Regions from separate parts of the Mus musculus genome. Here all the other regions are linked to region 1. The links are chromatin contacts, called in public Hi-C and promoter capture Hi-C maps. All regions are on one chromosome and are shown on one strand. The core of a region is the stretch at or near the end of the contact, and the rest is flanking DNA. Distances in the headings are between cores, read along the strand shown.

Evidence for each region. Promoter capture Hi-C pulls out the DNA fragments that hold promoters and counts their contacts. Hi-C and Micro-C count contacts between places; a contact is called where the count stands out from the background.
Region 2: a Hi-C map of cardiomyocytes shows a contact between it and region 1, with 4 times the contacts expected there. The contact joins the promoter of Slc31a1 here to the promoter of Atp6v1g1 in region 1. A contact is called at or near these places in 2 of 39 promoter capture datasets (the C10 cell line and pre-B cells), 3 of 484 Hi-C or Micro-C datasets (CD4 T cells, cardiomyocytes and regulatory T cells), 1 of 115 datasets of contacts at active chromatin or transcription factors (double positive thymocytes) and 1 of 9 other capture datasets (adipose tissue).
Region 3: a contact with region 1 is called in a promoter capture Hi-C map of hippocampal neurons, with 2.7 times the contacts expected there. The contact joins the promoter of Wdr31 here to the promoter of Atp6v1g1 in region 1. A contact is called at or near these places in 3 of 39 promoter capture datasets (erythroid cells, hippocampal neurons and pre-B cells) and 2 of 484 Hi-C or Micro-C datasets (double positive thymocytes and pre-B cells).
Region 4: a contact with region 1 is called in a promoter capture Hi-C map of the HPC-7 cell line. The contact joins the promoter of Hdhd3 here to the promoter of Atp6v1g1 in region 1. A contact is called at or near these places in 3 of 39 promoter capture datasets (the C10 cell line and the HPC-7 cell line), 5 of 484 Hi-C or Micro-C datasets (the G1E-ER4 cell line, liver and regulatory T cells) and 3 of 115 datasets of contacts at active chromatin or transcription factors (large pre-B cells, microglia and pancreatic cancer cells).

The regions. Positions count from the first base shown.
Region 1 is chr4:63,543,321-63,546,263 of GRCm38.p6, reverse strand. It overlaps Atp6v1g1 (ATPase, H+ transporting, lysosomal V1 subunit G1), which reads right to left and starts at 1,499. Exons shown (of 3, transcript NM_024173.2): 1 at 1,265-1,499. The coding sequence starts at 1,346. It overlaps Gm38592 (a long non-coding RNA gene), which reads right to left and starts at 971. Exons shown (of 2, transcript XR_881351.1): 1 at 326-971; 2 at 1-247.
Region 2 is chr4:62,359,129-62,362,071 of GRCm38.p6, reverse strand. Slc31a1 (solute carrier family 31, member 1) reads right to left here and starts at 1,371. Exons shown (of 5, transcript NM_175090.4): 1 at 1,229-1,371. It overlaps Fkbp15 (FK506 binding protein 15), which reads left to right and starts at 1,476. Exons shown (of 28, transcript NM_001045528.2): 1 at 1,476-1,702. The coding sequence starts at 1,650.
Region 3 is chr4:62,469,435-62,472,377 of GRCm38.p6, reverse strand. Wdr31 (WD repeat domain 31) reads left to right here and starts at 1,479. Exons shown (of 11, transcript NM_023597.3): 1 at 1,479-1,559.
Region 4 is chr4:62,500,745-62,503,687 of GRCm38.p6, reverse strand. Hdhd3 (haloacid dehalogenase-like hydrolase domain containing 3) reads left to right here and starts at 1,488. Exons shown (of 2, transcript NM_024257.1): 1 at 1,488-1,530.

The DNA of each region.
Region 1 (2,943 bases), core at 250-2,749:
ATGTAACATAAGTGTACTGCAAGTTTTATACTAAGGAAAATCCCTTGCATGAGAAAGGCCTCTCAAGCCAGAGTCTGGCCAAATCACCTTCTGGGTCTCATTTTTCCCTCCTGCAAAAAAACAGGAGCAAACGCAGTGTCTTCTTACCTTGGAAAACTAGATTCATAAAGGTCCTGAGACACAGTTTCCAGTTTCCAAAAGCTTATTCTAGCGGCAAGGCCATGGAAACCAACAGCTTACTATAACACTACGTCAAAAACAAGCATTAGTGAGGGAAAGAGCCTGAATGAGGAACCGCTGCCAAATTCTGAGATCCAAAACTAACCATCAGGGCAAACGAAGTGCAAAAGCCTGGAGGGCCAGAAATGAGGATGCCTTTAGGATTCAAGCGACGCAGTACTGCGGGAAGAGAATTTCTCACAGGGACATGCTTAGGAGAGAATACAAAAGCCTGACTGATGAAAACACTTCCTCTAATCCATTATGAAATACCAGCTCCATTCTGCGGGGACAAGGAGTGCTGAGTGGAAGGCCAGGTGTGACGAGAAAGTTATGTTCGAATTTTAAGCAGGTGTCTGAAGTGGGGGGGGGGGGAATTTGTTGCAGAATATTACAGGCTTCTTCCACTCCTTGGTCCCAGTTACACACGTGGTAAACTGACTTTTCTGGCCACTTTGTCCCTCTCAATATTGGCCTTTCACTGCTACACACATCCTAACTGGTATGTGCGCCTCCGCTGGAACAAGAAATACCCTGTGATGAATATGAACTCGGCACTTCTCTAATACATTCTCAGGGGAACAAAGAAAGGAATGACTGGCCGAGTTAGGTAGCCACATGAACTCAGGGAGTTCAACTATGGTGCTGAAAAAAGAAAAAAAAAAACAAAAAAAAAAAACGATGGACGGAGATCAGGTTAGAGAGGCTGGGCGAACCGTTTAAAGTGACGAACGTGAGGGAGAGGTGGCCAGAATGACCTAGGTTCGCAGACTCGACGGCCGTGGAGGTGGCTCCCGTAGGTGGGCCGCGGCCGGAAGCAAGGGATCGGGATCGGGTGGGAGCAGTTTCTGTGGGGTGGCCCACTTCACGCCCTCCACCCCGAGAAGTGGACGAACCCACTACTGTCTCCACAGGCACCTGAGGTCCAGCCTCGAGGCTTCCAGACACCGCCGGGACAGCTTCTGGCCCCGACACTGTCCCCCGGCCTCCGCCCGCGGCCTAGTCGCCGTCCCAGCCTAGCATCCCGCCCCGTCCCGGAGCTCACGCTTGCGGGCCTCGGACACCTTCTCGGCGGCCCGCTTCTCGGCCTGCAGTAGCTGCTGGATGCCCTGCGACTGACTCGCCATTGCTGAGGGGACTTTGGGCTGAGAGAACGGCCTAAGTCAACTGCTCAAACACCCTCCGAAGCCCCTCGGATCACCTGATCCACCACCCAGACTCTGCGCCTGCGCAGCGCGCAGGAGCCCCGCCCCACCGTCAAAAGAACCGCCCGGTGTCTCAGCTGACTGACTGCCTTTGAGTCCGGTGACTCCCAGGAGATGGGGCGGGGCGGGGCGGGGCGGGGCGGGTGAGACGGGGCGGCGGGGTGGGGCGGGGTGAGACGGGACGGGGCGGGGCGGGACAAGGAGGGACGTGCCAAGCTGTTCCACTACGCCTGCGCATTGAGAGATGGCTACTCCTGCTCTTTTGCAACTGTCAAAGGCTGGTTTTTTATAGCTGGTATTATCCCTGTGGCAGTCCTGTCACGTGGTTATTTCTCTCTTCCCGAAATTAATAGTGTGCCCACGTTGAAGTTCAGAAGCAAGGATCCAAACCTGATTATTTACCCCCTCTCTTCACCCAGCTAGACTTCCTACCTTTCTGGAAATTTCTTTGGAACTTACACCCTATCAGGAAGCAATGCTGCCCTAGTGGTACAGGCTGCAAACCCAGCACACCCGTGTCAGGATGCTGAAGCAAGAGGATTGATTGAGTTCATGACCTGGCTAGTGAGACCGTGTTTGGCGGGGGAGGGGAGTGGGAACCAAAGCAGGTAGTGAGGCATAGCACATGCCTTTAATCCCAGCACTAGGTATGCAGAGGCAACTGAGTCTCTCATTCGAGGCAGGCCTGGTCTACAGAGTGAGTTCCAGGACAGCAAGAGCTACCCAGAGAAACCGTGTCTCGAAAAACCAAAAAGAAAACATCTATCATGGAGAAGTTTAGGAAGTTCTGGCCAGTTCTGGAGAGACGTCTGAAGTCCTAGGTTCAGACACTAGCAAATACTCAGACACACTCACACAAGGACTCAGCATCAAGTCAACTACTAACCCCTGTGACTTGTGGGCCAGTTGCCATCCTTTTTCATGGTGCTAGGGCTGGAACCTAGTTCCCTCAAGCATTGTAGGCGAGTCCCTTCCACCCTCTGAGCTGTATCCCTGGACCTGCCATCCCTTTCTGACCCAAGCTTAGGAATAAATAGTGCTGTTTTCCATAAGTGTTGCTGCAAGCACAGTGGGCGTGCACACCTCCTTTGATCCTGAAAACAGATTAAGGAGACAGAGTTGTAATAGCTCAGGGTATAGATATTTACCTCACGTGGAGGAAGGAGAAAAACAATTCCTGCAAGCTGTCTCCTGACCTCCACAAACACAGTGACATATGCAGTACCACCACCCACCCACATGGTTTTGAAAATTTAAGACATTAATTTAAACAAATAATTGTAGCATAATAAATGTGCCAAGTGTTTTTTTTTATTACGTATTTTCCTCAATTACATTTCCAATGCTATCCCAAAAGTCCCCCATACCCTCCCCCCCACTTCCCTACCCACCCATTCCCATTTTTTTGGCCCTGGCGTTCCCCTGTACTGGGGCATATAAAGTTTGTGTGTCCAGTGGGCCTCTCTTTCCAGTGATGGCCGACTAGGCCATCTTTTGATACATATGAAGCTAGAGTCAA
Region 2 (2,943 bases), core at 122-2,621, 1.2 Mb after region 1:
AGTACAGTCACCTTCAATGAACAAAAGAGACCAAGCAACCCAGACAGTTCACAGCCAGTACAGCATTTTTATCTTTCTGGAAGCTACCTATAAAAGACAAGAGCCACTGCTTGGCTCTTTGGGTCGCACGGGGGAAAAAAAAAACCGAGAGTAAATTAAGGAACAAGGGAACAAAGCTAAGTTATATTATTCAATCTAATAAAAAATTAATGAGAATCCACTGTGGGCAAGAAGACTTACAAGTTAGTAGTTCAAAAACTGTAATAAAAAGCCCCACAGGGGAAGTGCCAAGAGGTACAAAGTTCTCTGGGAGAGAGCTTCCAATCTCTTTAGTATCATCAGAAGAGACTAAAACATTCCGGAAAGGGACACTTACAGGATCAACCTGACTGGGAAGAAAACCAGAAAGAACTCCAATGAGAACTGTGGAAATGGACACTGGGACACACTATCTGCTTAGCCACAGCGTGGCTAAGCAAGATCGTTCAAAAAAAAAAAAAAAAAAACCCAAAAACAAAAACAAAACAGGCTAACCAAAGAAATATAGAAGAAAGACATGCAACAGAGTGGGCGAAAACTGGAGGCAGAAAAGTCAGCGACAACCAATGTTGACTTAAAACCTTGGCAACAAAACTCAGCTCAGCAAAACTGGATTGAGGACTTTCTACCTTCAAAGTCTCGTCCATCATCCACCCTCCCGAATATCCCAGCTCTTCTGGACCTCTCTTATCTGGACTTTAGAAACAGGGTCCTTTCCCAAGTCCTATGCCACACAGTCTAGTTAAGGGCCAGGCTTCCTCACTCATCAGCTCTCTAAACCCTGATACAAAGGACCAGGTCTGCTCTTCACTCTGTGTGACCTCGGACTAGTCACCCAAGTGGCTAGTTCTTCTGTCTTCTTGCCTGCAGATCAGTTTATTACGAAGAGACCCGGATCAGACTCGATGATTTCAGAGATTTAAAACCTTGAAAAAGCGCATATGGAGACACTGGACACGCGGTCCTTTGCGTAGATGGGGAAACTGAGGCACCGAGCACCCTGCCCTAAGGTCATAACAGCAATGTCGCTGTAAGATCCCTGCCACTGTTCGGCTCAGATCCCATGACTTCTAGTCCGGGGCTCTTTCTCCTTCCGCCCAGCTTAAGGGAGCTGCGGGGGGTCCAGGGTTCGGGAGGGAAAAGGACAGCGAACACGCCGGGTTTGGGAAAAGGAGGGGAGTGACCTTACCTTCACAGGGTAAGCCCCGCCGCCTTAGTCTTCCTCTCAGAACTGGATCCCCTAGTCCGGTACGGACTTCTACCAAGCCCCCGCCACTACTGCCCGGCTCGACGTGTCCCACGACCGCAGTAAAGGCCGCGGATTCCCGCCCTGGACCCGCCCCCTGGGTGATCCCACCAATCACCGCTCAGAACCTAGGAACTCCACCTCCTCGGAGGGCTGGTGAGGCCTTGCGTCACTGGGAGCTCACCTCCTCATTTGCCTTTGCTCCACCTCCTCCACCGCTGGGTCTCCTCTGGGCCTCACTACCCTGAGAGAGTTTGTCCTGCCGGAAAGCAGCTCGCCGCCACGGCGTTTTACGTTACCGGCGGTGACAGGCCCTGGGAACATCCAACTTCCTCCTCCCTTCAGCTGGGCGAAAGCCGACGTGATGTTCGGTGCCGGAGACGAGGATGACACCGACTTCCTCTCGCCAAGCGGCGGGTGAGTGATTGAGGAACGGGACCCGAGCGCTGGGCTGAGAGACTGGCGCGGTGGCTGCAGGGGTCGGGCTCTTCTCAGGCCGCTTCCCAACTTCCGGGTCTAGACAGACCCTCGGCGCGTTCCACCGCTCAGCCTTCGCATTCTGAGTAGCGGTGTCACCTCGGCCCGTCTGGGTTCAGGAACTGGAACCTCCCTTGACACCCTTTTGCTTTGTGAATCACACTTTCTCCAGTGAAATGGAGAGGATTGCTGGGGAGACTGCTTGCCTCGGAGTTTATATAGGAGTCAGCTCCTATAATAAATATACGAGCTGTAAACTCAAGAGACTTTCTCTTCCCCGAGAACAGGATGGTGACACTTTGAACCAGGACCTGGTGGGCCATCTCTGGCATCCTTCAAAGCCTACTTCAGAGGTTACCTTTTTGGTGATTCTTTGCTTTCACAGTCCCGGGAGGAATAGTCTGCTTCATCTTCCATATTTCCACAAGCCTTAGCACATGGAACCTACTGAAATCTAAGCCCTGACTGAACTGCTTATGGTTGCTCATTTCTGTCTAGGTCTCAGAACAGTAACTCCTGGTGCACATTGATTGCTCACGAAGTGCCTGCGAAATTATGCTTTTTAAGCCCTAAGGTGTAACGCCAATGGGAAAGACTATTCGTTTTCTTCTGCTTTCAAACATCATATATGCCATCTTGGGAGAGAAGTCTTTAACGGCAGGCTAGATCCACCCCACCCCCCCCCTTTAATAATTAGCTCAGTGTTTTCCCTTGCGTTGTCCTAGTGGACCTCATGTCTCCCTTCAGACTTGTTAACTGCAAAGCTCACATCTTTGCACAGCCCTTCTTTGAACGCCTGCTTTACAAGTTTTGTGCATAGTGATGAACCTACTTAAGAATGACTGACACATCATCCTACCAATAATGATTAGTCTCCTAGAATACTGGGCAGTCAATACAGGAGTGACCATAAGATGACTGGCTTTCTTTTGATTGTGTGTGTGTGTGTGAGAGAGAGATGTATGCATGTATGCATGTTGTGAACATCTTTGTTGAGGACAGAGGTTCAGTATCAGGGGTCCTTCTCTGTACACTTCCACTTTAGTTTTTGAGACAAGTTTTCTCACTGAACCTGAGTTTTCCATTTTGACTAGACTGGTTGTCCAGCAAGCTCCCAGTATCCATCCATCACCACACTTGTCTTTTTTTTTTTTTTTTTTTTTTTTTTTTTTTTTTGTGGT
Region 3 (2,943 bases), core at 230-2,729, 1.1 Mb after region 1:
AAAGAACAGGTTTAGGCAGAAGATGATGTCTGTGAGTCATGTCAAGGAAGAGGTGTCTTTTAGATAGTCAGATGGAGAAGAGCAAGAAGTAGGCGGAAGACAGATGAGGCTCCGGGACAAGTGTGACTACAGATACCAGTTTGGAAGGATCAGATGCCAGAAGCATTTCTCAAAGTGGTTGTATCCCAGAACAGAGTGCTTTGGGAGTAGACTCTAACACCTTAGTTTGTACTTGACCCAAATCAGTAGAAGTCTATTCTACTGCCAGTATTTTGTAGAAATACAGTATTTTGTAGAAATCAGTAGAAGTCTATTCTACTGCTAGTATTTTGCCATAGCAATGGGTTATACACTGACTCCAAAATTTACCTAACAACTATTTTTTAAAAGATTTATTTATTTTGTGAATATGAGTGCTCTACCTGTAGAGCTAGAACATGCACACCTGTGTTCCAGAAGAGAGCATCAGATCCCACATGGTTATGAGCTGTCATGAGGTTGCTGGGAATTGAACTCAGGATCTCTTAACCGCTAAGTCATCTCTCGAGATGTTAGTCTTTTGTTAGTACCTTCCCATTTGAATCTGAAGAAGGTACTGACAGTCTTTTTGTTTGTGGTGCTGGCTCATCCCAGTTTGATGAAAAACAAAGTGAAAAGTATTCAGTTTGGCAGCACATGTGTTAAAATTGGAACAATATAGGAACTGGAGAGATGGCTCAGCGGTTAAGAGCACTTATAGCACCTGCAGAAGACACAGGTTCAGTTCCCAAAACCCACAGGGCAGCTCACAACCATCGAGCTCACAACCATCGGTAACTCACGTTCTGTAGGATTAGAACTCAGTAGGCACACAAATTATATATATATATATATATATATATATATATATATATATATATATATATGTATATGCAGATAAAGCACTCACACTTATAAAATAAGTTATTTTCAAACCGTTTTTTAAAAAGTGGATTGACACAGAAAACAAATTAACATGGTCCCCACACAAAGGCGAACGGCACAATCAAAACCTTCCATATATTTGAAACTCATTACTTTATCTATTTAGAAAAATTAGTAAAAATAAACACACACATGCCAAATGAGAGGAATGGATTAAGATGTTTGGGAAATGTTCAATGGAGAAAATCTCTGTCTATATTCAGGGACATTTAAAATAAATTTTCTGGGCGAATAATAATTACAAAGTGACACTTATTAATCGCTTACTCGCTGTGGCTACGACAGATATCACCGCTTTTCTTGGAGGATACAGGTGCTTCATGTTCATGTAGCGTGGTTAAGCACAAACCTCCCCTGCATAGAATATTCACATACCATCAAATTAGAAAAGGAAAATACGCTCTCTCGGCTCGGCCCCTGAGGGACTTCCGGCACGTGGAACCTGGGTTCCGGGGCTGCCGTGGACGCCCGGAGCGTTTAGGTGGAACTCCCGCCCTAGCGACGCGCGCCTGGTTGCTAGGGGCGGAGGCGCGGGAACCTGTGGAAGCTAAGGATGCCTGCTACCCGTGCTTTCGGGCCTCGGTGCTAGCCCACCGGTGGGTATGGAGCCCGAGGTGGGAGAGAGGGAGCATCGGGGGGCATCTTCGCGCTCTCCCCAGCGGTAGCCAGCCACCCACCCGAAGTGAGGAGGAGGTCTGGGAGGGTATGTGTAGGACCTGGTTTCACCTGCTTCCATCTTGGCGTAATCCTCCCCTGGCACGTGCACATGAAAGTAAGCTTTAGCAGTTCAGATAATGGACAGGAGTAGGAGCATTTATAATCTGAAGGGCCAGAAAGAAAACAAACAAGACAACAAAGAACTGCACGCTGATGGTCCTCAACGTTGGGAGTTCTGATCTAGCGCCGACCCTCAGTGAGACCGGGTGTCTTGTAAATCCTCTTACTGTCTGAATCTTTTCCTTTACATTATCATTAGAGTCAAACCAGTCCACCTCCTATAAGCTTCTGCGAGTCGTTTGTTAATCTTTGAACACTGGTGTAGATGTCTTAGTCACAGAGAGTATAGGTTAGATAGACATCCATGTGAAAGATTTGGGAAGAGAGCGTGGATTTAAAAAAAAAATCATTTATACCAGTTGGGAAGTGGCAGTGCATGCCTTTAGTCCCAGCATTGAGGCGGTAGAAGCAGGCAGATCTCTGAGTTCTTGGACAGCCTGCTTGGTCTACAGAGTGAGTTCGTTCCATGACAGCCAGGGCTACACAGTAAAACCCTGTCTCAAAAAAAAAAAAAAAAAATAATAATAATCATGTACACAACTAGCGCCATGTTAAAAGTCTCAGTGATCATACTTGCTAGGCCAGAACACATACACAGAGATTTATTAAAAAGAATATATCACAAGAAAAGTCAGGCCTAGTAGGCACATTCTTAGAATAAACCCGAGTGGGAAGAGTTCTTTTCGATAACAAGTCACGGGGAACTTGCTCAGTCTTGTGTGATTCATGGTAGGTGAAGAGGCAAGGGGCATCTCACTACCTTGCTAAGTAGTACATTTTACAGCGTCATTTCTTCAATATTTGGGTTAATACTGTGTCAGACTGCAAATGTTTGTATAAGACATCTCAAGTCACTAGGATCATATGAGAGGTTTTTTGTTGTTGTTGTTGTTGTTTTGAATCTTTGTGTGTGTGTGTGTCTACAGACAGGATGAGAAAAGTCTACTGAAATAAGATTCATTTCACTCAGTTCTGCCCCCATGACAGCAAGTTAGCTCTATGGATCACAGTTGTATCAAAGGCTATAAAGGAATTGTGTACTACATAACCGAAAGAGGATTTTCTGAGCTCTATCTAATGTAGGCCTTTGGAAAGCAGATTTGGACAGAGACAGATCAGGGGTTCAGATGTAGATCTGCTTCCCCCAGAAACCCACAGGGCATCCAGAGCCATCATGACCTTTCAGCACCTTTCCAAGTGCTT
Region 4 (2,943 bases), core at 239-2,738, 1.0 Mb after region 1:
TAGAAGTCTGTTTTCTCTCCTGAAAAGAATCTTCTTAAATGCTCAAAGAGGTTTTCTGTGTGATCTGACTTGATATCAACCATCTGTCACTGTGCCAACAGCACATGGAGAGACCTACCAAATGGCAGCTGACATTGATTATCTTGGAAATCTACTTAAAGCTAGCCTGGATTCTAGCTTTACTAAGTTACTCGTGTCTAGTCTCCAGGGTGGCAGAGTTGGAATCAGAACCTACAGGCTTAGGTTTGAGGTGACCCTGAAAAGAGATACAGTCAGGGATTCCAGGATTCTCTGAAGAACAGGTGGGCCTCTGATGTCCTGGCTATCCTTTCTACCTCCATTTCTGAGGAGCAAGCTTGTTCGGCAAAACCAGTCTGGCAGGTGAGCTGACTGCTCTGTGACTTTGCACTTTGCTTTCTGAGGCCCAGGGAGAGGGAGTTGAGTCCATCTAAAGTCCACAGAGCCAGGAGATAACAGAAGATGTTTTAAGAGGGTACCTGTGGGGGAGGGGAAGAAAAGAGCAGAGGGAAGCCCTCCTGCCCCTGCCCCCCAGCCAATTCCTTGGCAGCACTTACAGCTCATTTCCGTTATGAACTTGGTTTTTGCCTGATCCTCCCATGTTCGCGTAGGCAGGAAACTGACATTTTCCTGCTCTATCCACGCGTCAGACACAGAATACAGGTGCTTACTTGGCACCTCACGAATCAACTAGGTTGAGAGGAAAGCTTTGCTTTTTTGCTTTCAACGGTACTTTTGAATATAAACGTGTATTTCAGTTATGAAAACCGCATTTAAAGGGAAACTCTTCTTTCCTTTAAATGTTTGTTTGTTTTTTGTTTTTTGTTTTTTTACAGAGAGAAACTAGGTTAGACAGACACGGCGGTGGCACGCCCATTATCCCAGCACTTGGGAGGCTGAGGCAGGAAGATGCTCAGGACCCGTTTGCCTGCATAGTGAGACCCTATCTTAAAACCAAGTGTCTAGGTTATTGCAGTCAACAAACTGTGTGTGTGAGACAAGAAGTTCCCTTCTAGAACCAACTGGGGTCTCTCAGAACAGAAAGGGACAGAGCCTTGCTGGAGTCCTCACTGCGTTTGGGGAGCCGGCCTGAGCCCTAACCCCACTCCCCGCCATTGCCATTCCCAAGTTAGTCTAGGTCCCCTAAGTGTCTCCATCCCACGGAGGCGGGGGCCGGGGGATAGAGATGAGAAGCAAAGAGAACACCTGGGTTGTGATAATGAGTATAAGGGCAGTGGGGAGGAACGTGATGAGGGGTGAGACAGTGACCTTAAGAAGCCAGGGGACGGTGAGAGGGCGTGAGACAGGGAGCAGGGAAGCTACGGGGTAACCTAAGGGACAAGAGGCCCAAGACTCAGCGTGGCGAGTGACGGGCGCGAGGGAGGAGCTTGGTGACGCCTAGAGTGGGGCGGGGCGAGAATCAATGGCAAGTCCGAGGGTCGCGAGCTACTGATCGCCTACATAGAGCCGGTGGAGCAGCCGCTGCGTCTCAGGTCTCTTTTCCCGAGCCAGGTGGGTGCGGAGGCCCGGGGCTGGGTGGAGGGTGCTAAACCGTGGGAATCCGTGCAGTCGAGCTGGGGACGCTGGAGGCCAGCCAGCAGTGGACTTGGCCCCGGAGGCTCCAGTCTCGCGTCCCGCTGCTTTTAGGGTAGTCAGTCCTGCAGCGGAGCCCCAGCCCCGCTATGACTTTTGTCCTGAGACATCCAGAGGACTTTCGGAACCAGTCTGGTTCCTGGCTGGGCCTCAGCCTACCTACCTGCTCGATGAGAGCCCTTTTAAAGTTGTCTCACTATTTCGAGCTGACTTAAATCTCTTCTTTGTCACATTTCTTTACGCGCCCCGCCCCCACACCCCTCCTCACCTCTGTTTTGTTTGGCTGCATTCTGAATGAACCCCGGACCCCACAGATTGAAAGACACAGCTAAGCAGTCCCCTCTGTCTGGAGACAAACCTGCAATCAGTCTCTGACTCCAGGCAGAGAACTGACAGTTGGGTATTTGGCACTAATAACTCCAGGGAGAACTTGCAGCTCAGAGCCAAGTTGGAACGGACTGTCTTCTGTCCCACTCTTCCCAGGCTCAACATAATCCAACTTTTAAAAGAATATAAACATGGGTAAGCAAAGGCAGCCCTGGCTAGAGTCTGGACATTTGGGTTCTAATCCAGGCTGTTGGCAGGTTCACAGCCCCTCTCTGGTTCCACCAGCTCCTCACCAGTTATGTTGTTGGTCAGAGTCTCCAGGAACCTTTCTCTTTTTTGACATTACTAGTAATTTTTTTAAATGAAGCCAAGTTGGAAATTTTATTAATAACATTTTAATGCAGGATTAAGCATGAGGGTTAGGGGGGAAAGAAGGACTCTGAGGAAAGTCAAGCATACTCAAATATAAATATGGGTTTCTTAAACAAGGGCACCATTTTCTAATAATTGTAAAAGGGTCATGGGCTGGAGAGATGGCCCAGAAGTTAATAGCACTGCTGTTCTTCCAGAGGACCCAGGTTCGATTCCCAGCACCCATGTGACAGCTCACAAATGTCTGAAATTCCAGTTCCAGGGCATTTGACACCTTCTTCTGGCTTCACAGGCACCAGGCGTGACGGAGGTGCACTTATATACATGGAGGCAAAACCACATACAGATAATGGCAGGCATAACTGCTTCCTGACTTTGACCTACAGGGCTATGCACCTGAGCTCAGCTCTGCCCAGAGCACTAGACTTTGCCCAGCCTCAAGGAAGTTTATATATATTTTTTCTGTATGTTCTTTCCTCGGGATTCCTCAACCTGCTAAGGAAATTCCCTGAGTTCAAAGACTGACTTTGGTTCCAGATTTATAGCCTCATGGCACATACCAACTTCACTGTGCTTGTTTTATAGGTTTTTGGTCTACAGAGAAACCCTTAGTATTTAATACCTAGAAATGCC